2 separate regions of the Mus musculus genome follow, and region 1 is linked to region 2. A link is a contact called in public ChIA-PET data. All regions are on one chromosome and are shown on one strand. The core of a region is the stretch at or near the end of the contact, and the rest is flanking DNA. Distances in the headings are between cores, read along the strand shown.

What was found. ChIA-PET counts read pairs in DNA pulled down with a chosen protein or histone mark.
Region 1: a contact with region 2 is called in an SMC1A ChIA-PET map of the G1E-ER4 cell line, with 6 read pairs. The contact joins two enhancer-like sites. A contact is called at or near these places in 1 of 15 datasets of contacts at CTCF or cohesin (the G1E-ER4 cell line) and 1 of 484 Hi-C or Micro-C datasets (uterus).

The regions. Positions count from the first base shown.
Region 1 is chr1:126,315,653-126,318,352 of GRCm38.p6, forward strand. The region is part of intron 5 of Nckap5 (NCK-associated protein 5); the gene reads right to left. Among named protein-coding and RNA genes, the nearest start is that of Gm35562, 270 kb to the left of the region's middle. Within about 2 kb of position 1,414, at least 23 of the 459 cell types and tissues checked have an H3K27ac peak or open chromatin away from gene starts, as enhancers often do. A contact at or near this core is called in the G1E-ER4 cell line, where this site is marked.
Region 2 is chr1:125,942,555-125,945,300 of GRCm38.p6, forward strand. The region is part of intron 16 of Nckap5 (NCK-associated protein 5); the gene reads right to left. Among named protein-coding and RNA genes, the nearest start is that of Lypd1, 32 kb to the left of the region's middle. Within about 2 kb of position 1,352, at least 1 of the 459 cell types and tissues checked has an H3K27ac peak or open chromatin away from gene starts, as enhancers often do. A contact at or near this core is called in the G1E-ER4 cell line, where this site is marked.

The DNA of each region.
Region 1 (2,700 bases), core at 164-2,663, 370 kb after region 2:
TATGTACCTGAACACACATGTGCACACATGCATATGAATATTTTACAAAACCAGAGAAGACTGAGTAAAGGTGCCCAGTAAGTCCACTAATGGACTCACCTTGAAAAAAAAAGAGACTGTATCACCTGTGTGCTTCCATCTAAACATGGTAAAGACCTGAGAGTGTTAGACACACTGTAATTAGCACTGACTTTCTTTTTACCTTGGAGAAGTACTATAGAGGTAGGCCTGACCCAGCACTTGCAGAAGCACCAGCTATATATATGGTTGCTTTCCCAGCAGAGCAGGCTTAATACAGTAACACCAGAGAGAGATCTGAGTGACTCCGGGATAATTAACCATGGTTGGAAGCGGCTGAGTTTTGTGAGACACTGCTAGAACACCACGATGGAAGCATCTAGAGTCCCACCCTTTCCTGGGAACTAAACAGAGATATTCCAAATGTCAACCCTTGGATTTCTAATCAATAAGTCCATTGTCAGATCATTTGCAACCAGTTTATTCAGCTGGCATTGACGGAGCACTTGATTTATTATTTCTGAGCTGTTTGAAGTATGTGTATACACACACACACACAGCCAGCATGCATTTATACATGCCAGACCCGGTTGCACTTTCTTGCATTTTTTTTACTTTGGTTGGACAAATTCATGGAGCTTACGAAGGAGGACTTGACCAGATCATAAATCAAGGGGATGCCATTTCTGATAAGTGAACATGTTTTTTTCTTGAAGCACTGTATGACAAAACACTGAGGAACCTGGAGCCTAACACAAAGCAAGACCTATCACATTTCCCCGCCCTTCAGCTGCTGGCTTCTTTATTCTAGAACATACCCACAACTGGCAGGCTCCTTTGGGAACTTTAATGTACCTTTATTTCCCTTTATTCCCTAGAAAGGAGCTCGCAGCAGCTTCATTAGCCCCCCCCCCCCCACTGCCTTCTTTGTATCCAGTGTGAACGGAGTAAAATGAGCCAAGATTAGTTTTGATTTTTTTATCCAGAGATATATGTTTTTATATTTTCAATTTGATCAAAAGTAGGGAAACATAATATACCTAACATATTAGGTATATTATATATATATATATATATATATATATATATATATATATATATATATATGTGTGTGTGTGTGTGTGTGTGTGTGTGTGTGTGTGTGTATTTATTACATAATGTAATATATTATATTTATTATATATATTACTTTATTTATTTATTTATTTATTTATTTATTTATTTATTTATTAGAAGGGTGTAATGTTGAGATCCAAGAACCAGGACAATACATTTAAGGTTTGCTTTCCTGCAGATTGCTACCACCCAGGCTTGCTTTGGAGTTCTGTTCTCCATGCTGGAATGGAAACTTTCTTTGCCCAGCAGCCACCACACAAATCAGGACCACCATGAGGGGACAGCTCCCTAAGAAGCCTATGGGGTTTTGTTCCTTCACAGAGATACCAAGCAAAGGGGACAAGCACTATGAAGATGCTATATCAGCAACTGTTGCACTTCACTCCAGCTTCATGTTAGCAAGGGTGGTCATTATCCAGTATAATGCTATCAGGAAAATATCATCAGGGGGTGAAAGAAACCGGACGCACAGAAATCTGTGACACTTCATGGTGTTGGAATTTACAGCCTCGTTCTGGTGGAAACAGGAGTGATTACAACTCAGAGTCTTCAAGTGTTCTGAAAACTTAACTGTAGGGTTTTGTTTCATTACAGTTTTGCCCATGCAAAGAAATCTTTCTAAAAGGGTCTTCCAGCAACATGAGTCACAGAGATGCCAGGAAGAATGCAGAAACTGAAAACAGAAATTTCTCCTAAGTGGATACTGGCGCTTTTGCCTGATTATACAGCTGAGAAAACAGATTAGGAGAAACTGTTAAAAGAGTTTTCTTTTATTGCCACAAAACCATTTCAAAGAAAAGATAAACTCACAGAACTATTACAAATGTTGTAAAATGCCCAAGAAAGCCTGGTAAATAAGGAAGTTTTAGATTACTGCTCACATAAAAATAAGTGTTACTGTCCATCACTGCTCTGGGTGGAATAGGCTCCTCGAGAGGAACGCGCAGAGTCTATAAGGAAAACCGCCGAGGCTGATTCCAATTCAAATTGCACATTGTTTACAAGACAGTTTGCCTTCTCATTTCTCTGAGCCTAGCCTTTGCTAACTACACTCATAAAACTTCCTCTTTCATTTCAATTTCTATTGGAACTTAAAAGTTTATGGGAGTGAGTGGACCCGTTCTTCTGAGGCTATGTTTTCAGACTCAGCCTCCCTGGCATCTGCCGCACATCCCAGGACCCCAAGCGGCAGTGAGAACAATAGCCTTTCTGCACAGCTGCAAACTGGATAACCATTATCAGGACCACAAACACTGTCGTTTAGACTCAGCCTGTCATTGAATGTGGGTTTTTCTGAAAGTTCCTAGAAGAGTGCTCTTTTATCTCACGCCACCAGTGTGAGTAGGCAGGAACAGTATATCTGCAATCCAACAGCCATATGCACGATTTTTTAAAAGTTCAAATGGCTAAAAATAAAAAATGTATATTTAAAAAGAAGCCAGTTATGCAGTTTCTTTCTGGAGCAGAAATTGTTCTAAGTTATAACCGCATGGGAGGACATAAAGGCATAGTAGCGAGGGAGAATATTGTGGCCAAACTGTTACTAGCAGCAACACAATGGTTTTA
Region 2 (2,746 bases), core at 102-2,601:
GTGTTAGAATAAAAGCAAACATGTAAACATCTTTCTAATTAAGTCACTACAAGGTTTGAGATGGGAACCAGGGAGTTGCTGGCTAGTTCTGCTGTAAGCCAAGTGAGCAAAGCCCAACCGCAGCCTCCCAGTTACCTCCCTGCATTTTCATGGACCCCACTGACGCCTCTGGGTCACTGTCCCTTGTACCTGTGGTGTACCTGGGAAATACCCCTGTGACCACTGGCCTTGACAGAATCTAGAATCACCCAAGAGGCAAGCCTTTAGGGATGCAATTGATCACCTTCACTGGCATGGAGAAGACCCATCTAGACTGAGAGCAGGACCATTCCCTGGGCTGCAGGCAATAGAACAAGAAGCTGAAGTGCTTGGAAGCATTCCCACATCTTCCTGAGCCTCCTGGGTGTGGACAGGGTGTGAGAAACTGCTCTGAGTTCCTGTTGCCATGACTTCTCTATCACAGTGAGCTTTACTTGTGAGCTGAAGATGCCTCTGTCTCTCGTGCTGCTTTTGTTAGTGTATCATATCACAGCCTCAGAGAAGTAACTGAGATGAAGACTTTGAACTCTGCATGTGACAAAGGGACCCAATGACTTGCAGACAGAGGCCCTTTGGTTTGCTTGTTTTGATTATGCAAGTTAGAAAAAATGTCTCTGAGCTATCCAGGGGTCTCCAGCTGCTTCTTCTGCTACAAACTACAGCTACCTGCAGTTAGTTGTTTAAGGTACTGGCTATGCCAGGTCCCAAGCAGGTCCAAGCTGATCTCTCCTTGTTGAAGTTAAAGGCTTTGTAATACCTCTGCCCTATTATCTTCTGCTTTTAGCTTCAGGTGGTTGTGTAGATTGAACTAAGCCCTCTGCCCTCAACAAAGAGGCACTTCAGCCCCTCACATCTGGCCTTTATTTACAAATAAGCTCATACTGGGTATAAGCAATACACAGAACACATGAGAGCTGGCTCAGTTGATAAAGTGCTTGCTAGATAAGCATTAGGACCAAAGTTTAGATCTCCAGCCTCTGTGGAGAAAGGCTGTACCTGGTGATCCCGATAGTTGTTGTGTTAGATTTTGGCAGAATTGTTTTTTGCTTTGTCAGTGCCCTTGTATTTAGGGTGAGCAGATGTTTGTTCATATATCCTTGGTGGGGGGAATTACTCAGCATTCATGTTAAAACACAAATGAGTGATGATAGGTGTTTATAACTCTAGACTTGAGGATGAAGAGAGAAGGACCCAGGTCCAAGTCCTAAACATGATTGAGCTAGTCTGGATGCCCTCCCCTGAGCTGAGAACCCATGGGCAACTGTCAGCTTCTGGGGAGGGCGACTACTTTTTCTCTGGAGGTTACCAGTAGGTTACTGATGCTCCAAGGGATGCTCCCACATCTAGTCATACACAAGCAACAGTCATCGACTCAGTAGGATATCAAAAAGAAAAAAAGGAAGACATAAAGTTGGGGGAGGGGTGTATTAGGGAGATCACAGGAGCTTTGGAGAGAAAATATGCAGTGGGTATGACCATAATAGGTTGTATATATGTATGAAATTCTCCAATAATAATTTAATAATAAAACTAAAATGTAGAAGAAATCCAAAAATCTATAGCATCCAAGGAATGATGCCCATGGTAACCCCTTAGCCTCCACATCCATGTGCACACATGTGTCTGTGCACCTGCATACATATATGCATGTACTTGTGGACATACACACATAAGCACACACACATGTACATACACATATCCTCATGGATGTACACACACACCAGCACGCACACATACACACAAACACACAAAGACAGATCACAGCAGACTAGAGTGGGGTCTCAGTGCAATACAACTGATGTCACTGGAGGAAAAGGACAGGACAAAAAAAAAAACCAAAAAACCCTGGATGTACATGGGAAATGCTACAACGAGACTCACACACAGAGTGACTGCCATGTCCAACAGTGGCATGCAGAGATGGCAGAGTCTGTAGTCATCTAGAACACCAAGGCCTAAAGCTAGGAGAGAACCCCAACCCCACGGATGCTCTGCTTTCAGACCTCCAGCCTTTAGAATTGGGAAGAAACTCCTTTATTTCATTTAACGTTGCCAGTGTCTGGAAGTCCATGACAGCCTCCCCTAGAAACAGCACAGACTGTCTATAAATTATGTATTGTCTGTAACAGCAGTGACCTTGCAACTCTCAAACCCCACAACTATACACTTATGAGGATTTTAATATTCTTAAGTGATGGAAAGAAGAAAGAACAAACTTGTAGAATTTTTTTTTCTCTTGAAGCTTTTTTGTTTATTGAACTTAAAAACAGGATTCCTGAAGATGAAAAAAAGCACTTTGGTTTAACTGTCATTTGAAATTATGATTTCATTAATTCTGTCAAATGAAAAAGCACTTCATTTGAAAAGGAAAAGTAATCAGAAAGAAAGGAAGTTATATTTCGTTGATCGGGAAACAGCTGGGTGCAGTGCTGTCGCACGGGAAGGTTTTTCAATGTCTGACCCACTGGCTCCTTTAGGTCAGCTCCAAAGAGTGACAGAGAGGCTCTAAGAGTAATATCTTCCTACAAATTTGCACTTCGTCCAAGACTCAGTTTAAGACTCTAGTCTCCAAGCTTTCTTTTCTTTAAAAGTCAATGCAGAGTGAAGTACTTAGTAAGAAGTGGAAAATCCTGGATTTGGGCCCAGGATTCTAATCCATCTAGAATTTCTCCCCACCACCTGCCAGGGGAACACACCTGGTGTGCTG